Regions from separate parts of the Mus musculus genome. Here region 2 is linked to region 1. A link is a contact called in public HiChIP or PLAC-seq data. All regions are on one chromosome and are shown on one strand. Each heading gives the region's core, a stretch centred on a gene start, on an enhancer-like site or on the middle of the called end of the contact. The rest is flanking DNA. Distances are from core to core; before and after follow the strand shown.

Evidence for each region. HiChIP or PLAC-seq counts read pairs in DNA pulled down with a chosen protein or histone mark.
Region 2: a FOXA1 HiChIP or PLAC-seq map of pancreatic cancer cells shows a contact between it and region 1. The contact joins two enhancer-like sites. A contact is called at or near these places in 1 of 115 datasets of contacts at active chromatin or transcription factors (pancreatic cancer cells) and 1 of 9 other capture datasets (embryonic trunk).

What each region holds. Positions count from the first base shown.
Region 1 is chr13:111,961,948-111,968,983 of GRCm38.p6, reverse strand. No RefSeq gene overlaps it. Among named protein-coding and RNA genes, the nearest start is that of Gm15322, 29 kb to the left of the region's middle. Within about 2 kb of position 2,588, at least 23 of the 459 cell types and tissues checked have an H3K27ac peak or open chromatin away from gene starts, as enhancers often do. A contact at or near this core is called in pancreatic cancer cells, where this site is marked.
Region 2 is chr13:112,322,970-112,330,005 of GRCm38.p6, reverse strand. Ankrd55 (ankyrin repeat domain 55) reads right to left here. Exons shown (of 11, transcript NM_029898.3): 3 at 6,824-6,954; 4 at 2,768-2,877. Among named protein-coding and RNA genes, the nearest start is that of Gm41065, 29 kb to the left of the region's middle. Within about 2 kb of position 3,570, at least 48 of the 459 cell types and tissues checked have an H3K27ac peak or open chromatin away from gene starts, as enhancers often do. A contact at or near this core is called in pancreatic cancer cells, where this site is marked.

The sequences.
Region 1 (7,036 bases), core at 1,339-3,838:
CCTGAAGAAAGTATCCACAATGTTATTGAAGATAGAAACGTTCTGCCGGAAAGAGCCCGATGAACTCTAGAATCGTCCTTTCTAAATTTCTCTCTACTGTCCTTCACTGATTTATGAGAACGGTGCTTAGGGAACAGCTTTTCCCTGAGGTTCTGAAACCAGCTGCCTGTAAAATATACACTCGATCATCCCAGAGCTGCTGAGTTGCAGTTTCTTTTTTTTTTTTCTTTTTGAGGAACTCTCCCGTGGCTTATATTTTTAATCATCTATTCAAAGGACAACCCGTGCCTTCTCTACCATTAAGATCAACTTACTACCATTAGAAGACGCTGACACGCCTGAAGTTCCAGAATCTCTCTGCTCTTTCCCACCCTTCTGACCACATATCCCTGATCCGAGTGCTGGCAATACTGTTACTATCGATTTGCCACCGGTAACTTCTATTTCTTCCCCTGGCTCTGTAATTGCTCTGATTTAGGGAGGAAACGAGCCATGGAGAGTGGCCGCTCTCCCTTGTGTTCTGGCCTCTTACTTTCACCAGCATCCTAAGCCTGAGCCTTTTGGTTGGAATAATAACATATTAAATTACACCACTTAATCTAGTGTTGCAGATCTCAGAAAGCACTGGAGTTTAGAGCTTCAGGGAACCTCAGTGATGAGTCAGCCCTCTCATGCTACCAAGCCCGACTTCCAAAATAAATGCAGTTAATATTTATTAGACCTAGAGATAGGATCAAGGTGAGTCTAATGAAAACCTTATAATCGCTGCATTCATGAACCAAATCTGACAGTTAATCAAGATGCCTCCATCCCCTAGAAACTGGGGGACTCTCCTCTCTAGGCATCTCAAGGAAGAAGTTGATGTTCACTTTCAACAGATATTTCTGTCCTTCCACATCCCTGGGTCTTCTGACCTGGCAGGCATTAGGACTCTACTTAAATAGGTCTCAAATGTCTTAGAAAGTAACGTTTTAGGAGTTCTTCTCTTCCACTTGCCCTGTCACCACCTACCCTCATTTCCTGTCCCCCACAGCCAGTTCAACTTAAAGGAGAGAGAGAGCAGAGAGCAACTACTCAAATCGTGACGAGTGCCCACTGAGAATTGCCCTTCCTGCCAATAAAAAGGTTATTTGTCTGGGTGCCATGTGAACAGAACTTAAAAACTTCAACTTTGGGTTATTATCTAATACCTGAAATTCTTCTCATTCCATCACTAAAGATAAGGTTTACAACGGAAATGTGGCCAAGCACAAACATTCTCTGGGCTCATTACTGCCCCTGAAGAAATAAATGGCTTGACATGGGTCACTTCTTAGAGCTGCTTTTAAAAAGGATTGGGAAGGTCAGAGTACTGAAGGCGGGTGTGGGTGTTTAGAGAAAGGCTCTGAAGAAAAACTGCCTCCTCACCACCACCCCCAGTAAGGTGAAATGCAGCTGTTTCTAGATGGCACGCCATGTTGTTTGTTTGTTTTTCATTTCCTTAGACCTCAAAGCCAGGTGCTATGGGTTCTCAAATGGGCAAGGATGTCTTTTGGTAACACCTACTCAGACAAAGATGAACAGAAAGTAGGTCTTTATAGACAGACGCAAAGAAAAAGCCTCCAACCCCTGCTCTGTGCTACCAATTACTGTGTCATCTAGTGAAGCTAGTATTTATATTAATATAGACCACTTGACCAAAGTATTCAGATTGAAAAAGGAACTGTAGTGGATTTACCGAAAGCAACACAATCAGCTTCCTGAATACTCAGCAGAACTGAATTATCAGCCAACAGAGAAAAAAAAAAAACAAAAAAAAAAACCAAAAAAAACAAAAACATTGAGAGATGCAACCAACATACTTGCTAAAGGAATTTTCAGAGTGGTATGACTGTCTCCTCAAATGGAGAAGCTGGGGAGAGTATAGATATATAGACCTTTTAAAATGTTCTCTTTCATGGTTAATAAAAACAAACATATATATATATATATATATATATATATATATGTATGTATATGTATATGAAGATTGTACTCCCCTTAACACACACTGCCTGGGTTAATGTGTAATTGACAAGATTAATGACTGTCTAATAATTGCCTCTATTGTTTACTGTCTGGATGGCAGCCAGACATCTTCCTGCTCTGCCCACCAGTGGGTTTGATTTGTAAGAATTGTGCTAAGAGGCTAAAAGGGTCTGTGTGCCACGTGTGTGCTTACTAAAGACGTTCAAAAGGGAGCTCCAGGGAGGCCTGGTGACTTTGGCTCTGCTGGGGCAAGCCTCCTTCATGTTATAGAAAGCCTCGCTTCTAAACTGCTGAGGAAGCTGTGCCAAAACCCAACCAAGTTCAACCTGGCTGGATCATGCCAGTGAGGAGAAGAGGAAAGAGATAACCCTAGGACTTCTGGGATGGGTGGTCGGCTACCCTGTCCACACTGAGTATTTTATTCCTTTGCTCTTCACTCACTGGGCTGCACTGCAGAGCACCCAGGTATAACCAACAAGCTCTCCAGGATATGAATCCTCCCTCCCTGTGCTGCCTGGCCCTGTCCTCGTCCTAAACTGTTACCTCTTGCCTTGTGAGACATGAGACCAGCAAACAGACCAGACATTGAGTCATAAAGCACACATAGAACGTACATGGATGGTTACCGTGAGCCTGGCTGCTCCCTGGCTCTCCATATCGCATCCGGAGAGTGACAGTGATTGATATGGCTTTCTGGACAAAAACAAAAGCCCTGTGATTCTTTTTCATGTGGCTTTGCTCTGGCCTGAGTCACAAGGCTTCCCTTGGACTACCTTGACCTTTGTGTCTTTCCTTCTTTCCTAACAAGTCAAGTTCAGATTTCTGACAACCAAGGAGACGCTCTCAGGACACATTGTGACCCATCTTTCTTGTCTTCTCTTCCTAAACTGCTTTGCTGTATGCCTCCATGTTTGCTTTTTTTCTATGCGCCGTCTCTCAGCAGAGGTGAGCATCCCCAATTAGAAACCCGAAATCCAAAATGCTTCAAATCGGACGCCTTTAGAGTACTAACAATGAGCTGCACATGGGTAATTCTACATTTGACTTCAGGTGACTGGTTGCACTCAAAGCTCAGACACACTAAAAATACTATGTAAAATTACCTTCTACTACTGTATTACACATTCACACACACACACACACACACACACACACACACACTGAATTTTTTTTTTTTTTTTTTTTTTTTTTTTGCTTAGGTTTGGACCCCTTTGACCAAGATATCATTATGCATACGTAAACACTCTAGAAATTTCTGGAGGCATATCCAAAATCTGAGGCCCTTTTGGTGCCAGGCTCTTCAGATGAGGAATGTGGCATTTGCACCACCTCCTGCCCCTCTGCCGCAGACCCTTTCAGCATCTCCCCCTTACACAGTCTCATACCTGTCATACTTTTCCTTCCCAGTAGTCATTGTTCCTGTTAGGGAACTGTTTATATAGCCGTGAGCTTGGTGGCTTTCTCCCTTGCTAGGCAGTAAACTCACTAGAGGCAGGGATCACATATGTGGTGTTCCACAGCACGGCTTAGATTAATAGTCAGTTATTCATGATATTAAGGTGGAATCAAACTCCACCCTCAACCTCTCCAACTAAGTACGCTCTTACTAGCAGTCATTTGCAGTAACAGGTGGACTTTGTGCTTCGTGATCCCCCACCCACCACTTCATCATCATTTATTTATCACTAAATCATCTCTCCTGCTACATCAAGACTTCTTTTTTTTAAGATTTTTTTTTAATGTATGTGAGTGCACTATCACTGTCTTCAGACACACCAGAAGAGGGCATCAGATCCCATTACAGATGGTTGTGAGCCACCATGTGGTTGCTGGGATTTGAACTCAGGACCTCTGGAAGAGCAGTCAGTGCTCTTAAGCACTGAGCCATCTCTCACATCAAGTCTTCTTAACAGAAGCCTCCTTCCTTGGTCCTTCATGTGGTTCACAAGTCCAAGCACACATTTTTAAAGGACTGGGTCTAAAACTACTGCTGGCTTTATTGGTGACTCTTACCTGATTTATTTGACATTTCCACTTCCATATCCTATACATGTAAGAAAAAAAATAATTATTTTTTTTAAGCAGCCCACAAGTCTTTAGGTGAGCAGACATGTTACAGTGGTAGAGCACTTGCCTAGCACTGGCAAGGCTCTGGGCTGGAGACCCAAGAGCTACCCCTCCCTGTACCCGAAGTGAGGATAATTTAAAAAATAAATAAATAGACAGATGAATAAATAAATAAAACTTTTCATTATTTCAAAGTTTCAGCCATTCTTCATACACTTCTTCAAGGGGTGTTGCACTCCAGGGGGTTTCTAGCTTAGCAGGTAGAGACTCAGTGCTTCTGTCCAGACATAGCAACAGAGGTGAGAGACTGAAGTCGCCTGGAAATAGATTTGGTAGGAACAAGCAATACAGAGTTGGGAAAAAAAAAATGGAGAGTTTGAAGAAACTTGAAAGCTTGGTGGGCTTTTGTTTATCTTGCGCTGACTCTGTCCTGTGTATATTCTGTGGCCTGAAAGTCACTGTGCCCTTCGGATGTGTTTTCTTACAGGGGGAAATGGTGCCGTCAATGCCAGTCATTCATACTATGTGTAGGAAAGGGTCGTGCATGTGAAGTCTTTTCTAGAGAGTGGCTAAGAGTAAAGAAATGGAGAAGTTCCAAGACAATGAGCAGAAGTAGAGGGCTATCTTTAGAGCAAAGGGAAAGCTCAGCCCAGAGCCTGTTTGGGATAATTGGGGATTGGAAAGTTAGAGGCGTTGATGATCAGAGCTTGGGTTTCAGTGGAAGGGGCAGAAAGGACAGCAAAATTCAGGATGAATGAAGTATCCGGAGTGCTGAGGTCAGGTCCAGAGGAGCTGCTGTTTTAGGTGCTGATGAAAGGGAGAAGCCCTGGGGCAAGGGTGGGGGTACAGGGGATGGGTGGGGTACTAGGGATGTGACAGGAGCACACAGAGTGCTGAGTTGTTCTGTCTAGTGCAGTGTGGTGACAGCACCTAGGAGACAGAGAAGCAAGGTGCCAGAGAAGTGATACTCAACAGACAGGAGAAGGCTCGGGGTTCCAAGGCTCCCATAGAAAATGAGCCTGGAACAGGAGCCTCAAAGAAGCAGGGTGAAGTCTCTCTAAGACTCCTTTGTACAGCAGGGGCTGGACATGGAATCCCGGGACAACCATCTAAAGGCAAATGAGCCGCAGAAACCAAAGCTGAAGAAAGTTCCCAAGGCAGGGAGTCTGGTTAGACAACAAGGCCATTTCTTCTTCCTGGAGAAGCAGCCAACAACTGTGTAGTGAGGTGTGGCCATGAAATAAGAGTTCCAGGCAAGGTAATTCGAACAGGAGGACAGAGGTCACTTCCAGAGTAGGGGCTCCATGGTGCACTCAGCTGTCTTCCTCCATGTTGTGTCCTTATGACAAAGCACTCTGATGCCCTGGGGCAGCATGGGAAGTCAGAAATCAAAGACGCTGGAGCAGCAAAACAAATGAAGCTCAGGCTCAGGGTCACCTCCCGGAGAATAGAGGCCTGTCCATCCAGACATCCACTATAGACTTTATACCAGCCACAAACAAACAGCACAAAACAAACTCCCACAATTGGATTAGTGGTCAAGCCATGTCCAATCAGGGTATTTATTACAGCAGTCATTATCATCTTAATTAGCATAGTACTATGAACTGGGCGATGAGTTAAGAACACAGGGAGATTTAGACAGGCAGAGAGGGAGGAAAAGCAAGCGGAAGGAGTGTCACAAATGGGGTGGATTTTCAAGCTGTCCCAAGAATAAAACTAACATACCTCAGGACATGGACAGTCCATTGGCACTCCTGTTTAGTGGCTGCCATCTATTCTGTGACCTTGACCATGACATTTAATCTTGCCGTGCTTATCTATTTATAGCCAACCAAGGATAAAAACGATGATCAAAAATTCTCAGTCTTTCTTCATGGTTGAAAAAAAAATTATGTAGTATCTTCAGAGCACACTCCCCTCCCCGCCTCCCTACCTCTCTATAAAACAAAACATTAAAACAAAGATTTAAGCCGGGCAGTGGTAGTGCATGCCTTTAATCCCAGCACTCAGGAGGCAGAGGCAGGTGGATCTCTGAGTTCGAGGCCACCCTGGTCTACAGAGTGAGTTCCAGGACTGGCAGGGCTACACAAAGAAACCCTGTCTTGAATTAAATAAATAAATAAATAAATAAATAAATAGATAAATGATTTAAAAACACAAGAAACACATGCAAACACCACAGCATCTACACAGAGAAACCCTGTCTTGAATTAAATAAATAAATAAATAAATAAATAAATAAATGGTTTAAAAACACAAGAAACACATGCAAACACCACAGCATCTACACAGAGAAACCCTGTCTTGAATGAATTAAATAAATAAATAAATAAATAAATAAATAAATGATTTAAAAACACAAGAAACACATGCAAACACCACAGCATCAGAAAGTGTTATGTACAAGCAAAAGACCGACAAAATAAAAACCACCCATAAAAGCAATACGACATAGAGTCTACAACAAATACACTGAGCTGGTCTGGGCTGGCCATCAATTGCTGGGCCTGGGGCCTACCCTTACGTGTGGCTAATATGTCCAGTAAGACTCAGTTGGAGACTTTTCCTTGGCTAGTAGGTGTCAGTTTTAGGCAGCTTCCTGGTTGGGGGTGGGGGCCTTATGTCCCCCTCCCCCTCTCAGTGCTAGGACCCTACTAACTCAGATCCCTGCAGGCCCTGTGCCTGCTGCCACAGTCTCTGTGAATTCATATGTGCTGCGGTCCTGTTGTGTCCTCCATTGCCTCTGGAGGCTTTCTGCCTCCTCTTCAGCACAGCTCCTTGAGCCCTGCAGGGAGGGGGTTAGTAAAGTTTAGGAATGAGTGCACCAAAATCTCTGACTCTGCACACACTGTCCTGTTGTGGATCTCTGTGTGGCTTCCCATTACTGCAAAAGGAAGCATCTCTGATGATGACTGAGCAAGGCACTGATCTAAACAATCACATTTTTATACAAGGGTTT
Region 2 (7,036 bases), core at 2,321-4,820, 360 kb before region 1:
GGGTAAAGATGTTTCCTTCCAAGTCAGACGACCTAAAGTTGACCCCGAGAACTCACAGGAATGAAGGAGAGAACTTCTGAAAGTTATCCTCTGGCTCGCCATGTGCATTGTAGACACACACACACACACACACACACACACACACACACACACACACACACACACACACAAAATAAATAAATGAGTGCTTTTATTTTAAAAGTCATGTCCATTTAAGAAACTCGGCTCACATGCCTTAATGGAAGAGACGTGGCTTCTCCAGTGCAGTTGCAATGTTGGAAGATGCCTACAAAGCCAGACAAGGTCTCTTTCCTCAGAAAGCAATGCTAAGTGGATGCGAATGCTCAAACAGGTGGCTGCAGCCCAACTCTGTGACTTGGTTAGTTACTGCTTCAAACACCTAAAGCAGATGCAACTCTGCCATAAAACTTCTCAGTAAAATAACCACTAAGTATCTCATTTTTATCACTTTACACTCAGGAGGAAGCTTTTAGGATAAGCTGCTTCCCAGAGTGTCTGCAGGCAACTCAGCTACTTTATTTGCTGTCTATAGGTTGGTAAGGGTTTGACCCAATCCATTTTGAAGAAGACTAACACAAAACACTGCTTTCAAAATACTTAACGACAGCTTTTGGATTTCAATAGTTGAGCAGCATCGTAAAGCAGGATTTAACCATTCAGAATCAACTATCCCTTTACAAAAAGAAACTATCTTTAGCACATAGACGGAGGTTTATCGTTCTGGATTAAACTCATCAGAGGATGTTGGCTGGGTCATCAGGTATCCAGAGAAGAAAAAGCCTCAACTCTTTGCTTTCAAAGTTCTACCTATGTAGGATAGATCCTACAGTGTTTAGAGATACTGCGGTCTACGATGTCCATGGAGCTAGGTGGCACTGGTGCATACCTTTCATCCTAGCACGTGTGTGTGTGTGTGTGTGTGTGTGTGTGTATCAGGTTTATCTCTGAGTTGGAGGCCAGCCTGGTCTATAGAGTGAGTTCTAGGACAGCCCGAGCTACACAGAAAAAAAAAAGCTGTCTTCAAAAAAGCCAAAAACCAACCAACCAGCCAGCCAACCAACCAACCAACCAACCAACCAACCAACCAACCAACCAGCCAGCCAGCCAGCCAGCCAACCAACCAACCAACCAACCAACCAACCAACCAACCAACCAAACAGCCAGCCAGCCAGCCAGCCAGCCAGCCAGCCAGCCAGCCAGCCAGCCAGCCAGCCAACCAACCAACCAACCAACCAACCAACCAACCAACCAACCAGCCAACCAACCAACCAACCAAACAACCAACCAACCAACCAAACAACCAACCAACCAACCAACCAAGTCTATGGAAAAGGACATGCACTTGAACAGGGTTTCAACTAATTATTTCAATGGTTGAACCTAGCTGACTCAACTGATCTTGAATGTAATTTTGCTTAACTGACTTGAGGTGTAGATGACAGAGAGAACTTGTCATCGAAGTCTGAGTTCATCATTTCTGGCTCGGAATCACCAGAGGCAGAGCGATTGCCCTCCCAGGATTGTCTTTCCTGAGGTTCATTCTATTGAAGTGTGTGCAAATGACTAGCCCTTTTTAATGGAAGAAGAACAGATGTGACCGGTGACATTTGCCTGAGGTTTTGCAAGAATGAGCAAGGTATCTCTTTGCCCATCACCAGGTTAAGTGAGGGACATTCTGTGACCTTTGAGGATGCTAGCATTACAAGAGGAGAGGTGATCGGGTCCCTGAATCACCAGTAGAGGGGAACCAGCCACCACCTAGCAGCACTGACCTTTGGGCTGTGAAGTAAAACTTGAGTGTGAAGTGCTTGAAGTGCTCAAACTTTGGGTTTTATTTACTGCAATAACTATAATTACCACAACTTAAGTGGGCATTTATCTTTCAGAATACGTAGCTTTTAAAATTACTCAAGAGGCAGATAAAGTCACTTAAGTTCAGTAATCAGGGCAGAATAATTCTTGCAGGGAATGTTTTTAAACTTATTTTCTCAAGATCACTCCTGCAGAAACAGTATACTTCTATGACTAAACATTTGTACAAGCTGTCGAAATGAAGCCTTTTCCTCCCTTCCTTTCCTCTCTCTCTCCTTTCCCTTCCTTTTCCCTTTCCTTTTCTGAAAACAGACCATTTGCTTACCTATGATATTTACTGATAGTTAATGGTCTGGGCTTGCTCAAGGCTTTGAGTAAATTCTGTTATTTCTGGACGTGGTCCAAGATAACAAGCAGCGAGCCTCAGGGATAGACCTGGAATTTCCCAAGCCTTTTACTTTCTATAAAAATGACTGAAGAAATCCTGTTATTCCCCCGCCACACCCAGACACCCCGCCTAGAGGATGGTTTAACCCCTTCAGCTCCACAGAGCTTCAGGTCTTCATTCTGACCCTGGGTGCTTAAGAATGAGGCAAACAAACTATCCCCCAGTGCTGCTGGTCAGGGCCTGGGACTGGGAGATGCTGAACTACTACTAAAGGCATGTGGTACGCGACAGAGTATGAAGGAAGCGCCAAGCGGCATCATTGCCGTTTGTAGTAGAAAATGTCACCAGCTGCCATAGGAGCTTTCAAAATGATGGAGATTGAAGCAGGAGGGAAGTAAGGCTGGAGTTTAAGGTTACTCTAGAACATTTAGTGTGGTCCTATCTACAAACCATGAGTAAGTCTTCTTTTTATCAGCCACTGAAGGGTAGGCCCCATACCCTTCTCCTGCAAAGCCTTTTCCACCTGGCATGCTATGAATTGCTCACCTCACATCAGGCTCTGCAGTGGCAGCGTGCAGAGGTAGGCGGCCATTTTTATCTGGGATGTTGTGCTTGGCACCGTTTCTGAGCAGACTCACACAGCCTTCAAGCCAGCCCTGAAATAGCAATGGCATTGTTATATATCACAGCCACACAGAACACAGGCCAACATGCTTTCTATAGGTCTTTTTCATTTCGTTTTGCTTTCGTTGTTTTTGCCTTTGTTTCTTTCTTTCTTCCTTCCTTCCTTCCTTCCTTCCTTCCTTCCTTCCTCTCTCTCTCTCTCTCTCTCTCTCCTTCCCTCCCTCCCTCCCTCCCTCCCTTCCTTCCTCCCTCCCCCCCCCCCTCTCTTTCTTTCTCTCTCTTTCTCCCACTTCTTTGGTTTGGCTAGCAGCATGTTTAAGTTGAAACTATTAAGGACTACAGTTCCAACTCTGGCAGCTGAGCAGAGAAAGTCTGGGCTTCACGTTCCCAGTTTTCAGTATGATTGTTGCCCTTCCCTATGCAGACAGACGCAGGCGCTATTCTCCTGACTCTCCTTTCATGTCCAGAGCCACTCATTGGGATTCAACTGCCTCACGTGTACTGCTCTGGTTCTCACGGGCCAAGGACAGCATGGGACAGGCTGTGGTCACCTGCCCTGGCCTCCCAGCGTGTGGCTTAATCTCCAACTCATACATATCAACTGTCTGAGTTGGATAAAAACACCTGCTTCAACAAACTAGACTTCAATGCCACCTCTGTGTGTCCCAGAAACATTCCTGTGTCAAACGTGTAGGCTTTCATTCTTTATTATTTTATATCCCTTTTCTAATGAGTCAGCCTCATTGTGTTTACACATGTAACCCACACACTCTGCCAGTAGCTGAGACTCTAAGGCTAACATCCTGAGTTTCTGACATGAAGGTATAACTAGTGTTCTCCAAGGGATGGAAACCCATTGCAAGGTTTTATGGGCCTACCTATTTCCTGGGAAGCAGGGTGAATTCCCTGAATTCTAATTGTACCAACTGAAACTTATATTATCACCTTGCTGGCTAGCATTTCTGACTGGGCCGTTTTTTCTTGCTATCTTATGTTAAAGGACAGGAGTAACCTGAGGCTAGCCCTGCCCAGATTTATACTGCTTGCTTAGTTTACACTTCTTTAACTGATCCAACACTGTTAATAACCAAGTTTTATTCTCATTCCTAAACTGAAGGTCTCCTACATTTATCTACAACCCTTGTGCTTCTTGCCTGCTTATAAGCAGACAACTAAATAGCTGAACTTCTCATTGAGAGGAGTGATGTGACAACCTCTTATCCAAAAGCAGCATCTCTTTTCCTCTATTTGTATATAGTCAAGCCTAGAGATGCCCCTGTAGGATGAGATGACTGAAGATTCTCTTCCTTAGTATGACAATTGGAAGCACCCAATCCCCAGGGGTTAATAATCTTATTCAGGTAAGAAAATGAGAGCAGGAAGAGAACCTTGTGGTTTTGAAGAGTCTAGACAATACCTGTCAGACAAGAGCACATCATAGTTTCTGGACCAAAGCAGGCATGGATGTGCAGACCTAGAATCCCAGATTTGGGGAGGTTAACAACAAAAAGGGTCAGGAGTTAAGGGTCAGCCTTTGCTACAGAGTGACTTGGAGGCTACATGAGACCCTGTCACAAAAATCAAAGCTAAATAAATATCATGGGCTATAATATCACGTAAAGTCAGTTCTGTAGAATTGACCATCGATAGCTGTCTTAAGTAGAAGCAAATATTTGGAGACATTGTCAGGATTGATTCACAGTTTACTAATGTATTACATCTGTTTCTAGTTGCTAATATCCAAATCATCAAGTTCTCTGCTTTAAAAAAAAATGAATCAGGGCAATCCAACAGCAAGACACTTTGGGCAAACTTCAGAATTGCCCAAGCACTAGACTCATACAGTTTTTGAAAAAGCAGATCTTTTGGTGGAGTAAGCCTTGAAATATCTAAAACATTTTGCAATGTTTCTTGGAACTCAATGTGTATATGTGGTTTTCTTCAGTCTTTTTTTTTTCCAGAAAGGAAATTTAAAAACCAATGAAGATATTTGAAACACTTGCTACCATGCTGACGCAACAAATGAGTGTCTAATCTACCTTCTACCTGCTAGCTGGCTCCACCTTTTCCTTCAAAGGTGATAAGCTTAGGTTATTGTTTTTAACTACACCTCAAAAATGTGGATTGAGGCCAAAAAAGATTTGCCCAAGGTCCCGCTTCTACAAATTTATTTGTACCCTGAGTTGAGACTCAGTTTCTAAGTGTCTCTTTTGTCAAGTTTCTCTTAATGGTCAAATCTAGACATTGCTGGATTTCATGGCAGCTCCCAGAATGCACCTCTTTCCAGTGAGCCTTGGGGACTCACACAGAGGACAGGCACAGGGAAGCAGGCAGCCCACCCTGTGTATTGTTACCATTTCCCTCCCCAGCATTTTAGAATGGCAAGGGCTGCCTGCAAAGAGGCTACCTTTCTACATTCCAAGTTGCCCCTCATAATTGATGTTTAGTGGGACACTTCTTTCCAGTCCTTTCAAAATTTGAATTTTAGAGTTTAGAGTCTTTTAAAGACATATAACTTGTTTCTACCGTATTATAGAGTCCAATGGCAGTCAACTTTAGAAGCCATCCCACCCTTTTCCTTTGACTGTTCATTCAAAATGTTGCCTGTTTTTCTCAGACACAAAAGGTTTGTATAAAGAGCAGTTGCACATGTTACAAGGGAGGTGACCAAGACCTACATCTGTCTGAATACAGAGACTCACTCAGCTAACACATACAGAGCAGTGGTCTTCAAACTCAAGTAGACACCAAATTTGCCAGGGAGGTTAGTTTAACCTGCAGCCTCCCATCCTCCTCTACTCCCAAGCTCTCTAAGGAGTTTCTAACTAAGGAAGTCTTAGCATACCTCAGAGCCCACCTTTCAAACAAGACCTCTAAGTGGTATTGATCCAAGAGGCCTCTGGACCACATTTCAAAAAAATCGTTTCTGGGTCCTAGAAACAGAGTTTGCAAAGAAAAAAAAATTAAAGTGGTCTCTGAAGAAAATCTCTGTGGGAATTGAGCAATGCATATTGCACACTCTGAATTGTGTGGCAGGAAGGGGTGTCGAGTTTGGGGAAGGGAAGTGTTTTATTTTAGTGGGGCTGGAGGGGTGAATCTGTAGTGGGGGCTGGTTGGGAGAAATCCCTGACTATCAACTGTCAGCTGCAGTGAACCCACGAGGCAACAGATGTGAGAGGGTAGCAGCCATGAAAAGAAAAAAAGCAATAAACTGTCCCGCATGGCCAGCAGGGCTTGTTTCACGTGGATTTAAGCCAGCCCGAGGAGCTTGCAGAAGGACCACCTAGTGCATCTGAGAGGAGAGGGCTAGAGGATTTTCAGTGAGTCCTAACCACGCTTTGCTTAAACGTTGGGCAATGCTGAACTGAAATCCCTAGTATGAAGGATGACATTACAGTTTCTAATGTGAGCACTAACTATGAACTGAGTGAGTTCTTCATTTGGCATTGCCCCTGTGATCCTGGTACAACCCCGGTGCCCTAGTCCCTGATGCCCTTGTCCCCAACGCCTACATCTCCGACGCCCACATCCCCTCACCCTTCCCAATTCTCATTACTTCTCACATTCTGCAGCCTGGAGCTTCCGCTCAGCTAATTTCCACCTAAGTACACCCCGCAGATGTTAACTGAATCTTGAAATTGTTACCACCCTCTGGGGGTTATTTATGGCCTTGTTAGAAATGCCAACAAGGGCCAGAAATGTCCCAAGTGAAAGTCTGGTGTTGAGATAGAAAATAACATTTTCTATCTCACATCACCTCTATGTTAACTCATGAGTTACAGAGTGAGTTCCAGGGCAGCCAGGGAAATAAATAAATGAAGGTACTTACGGCCCATACAAGCCTTAAGGATAATAAGCAAAGCCTAAAGTCCTATTCTTGTTGACCTACTGTATCATAGGCACCATTCTGTGTGTGCAATCCACATGACATCTCTGTTCTCTTGTTCTGTAGCCCCATTAACAAATAGAGATCCATACCAGGTAGGTTGCCAGGCATAAACTGGTGCGACCATACGCATCCTGTGTGTTAATGTTGGCACCCATCTTTAGCAGCAATTTCACTGTGTCCACTTGACGTCCTGAAACCGCGTGCATCAAGGGCGTGCATCCTGGAATGAGACATTTCAACAGCCTTTACAAATGTTTAGCTTTTGGGATTTATGAGCAAACCGTTGGTTTGTTCATTCATTC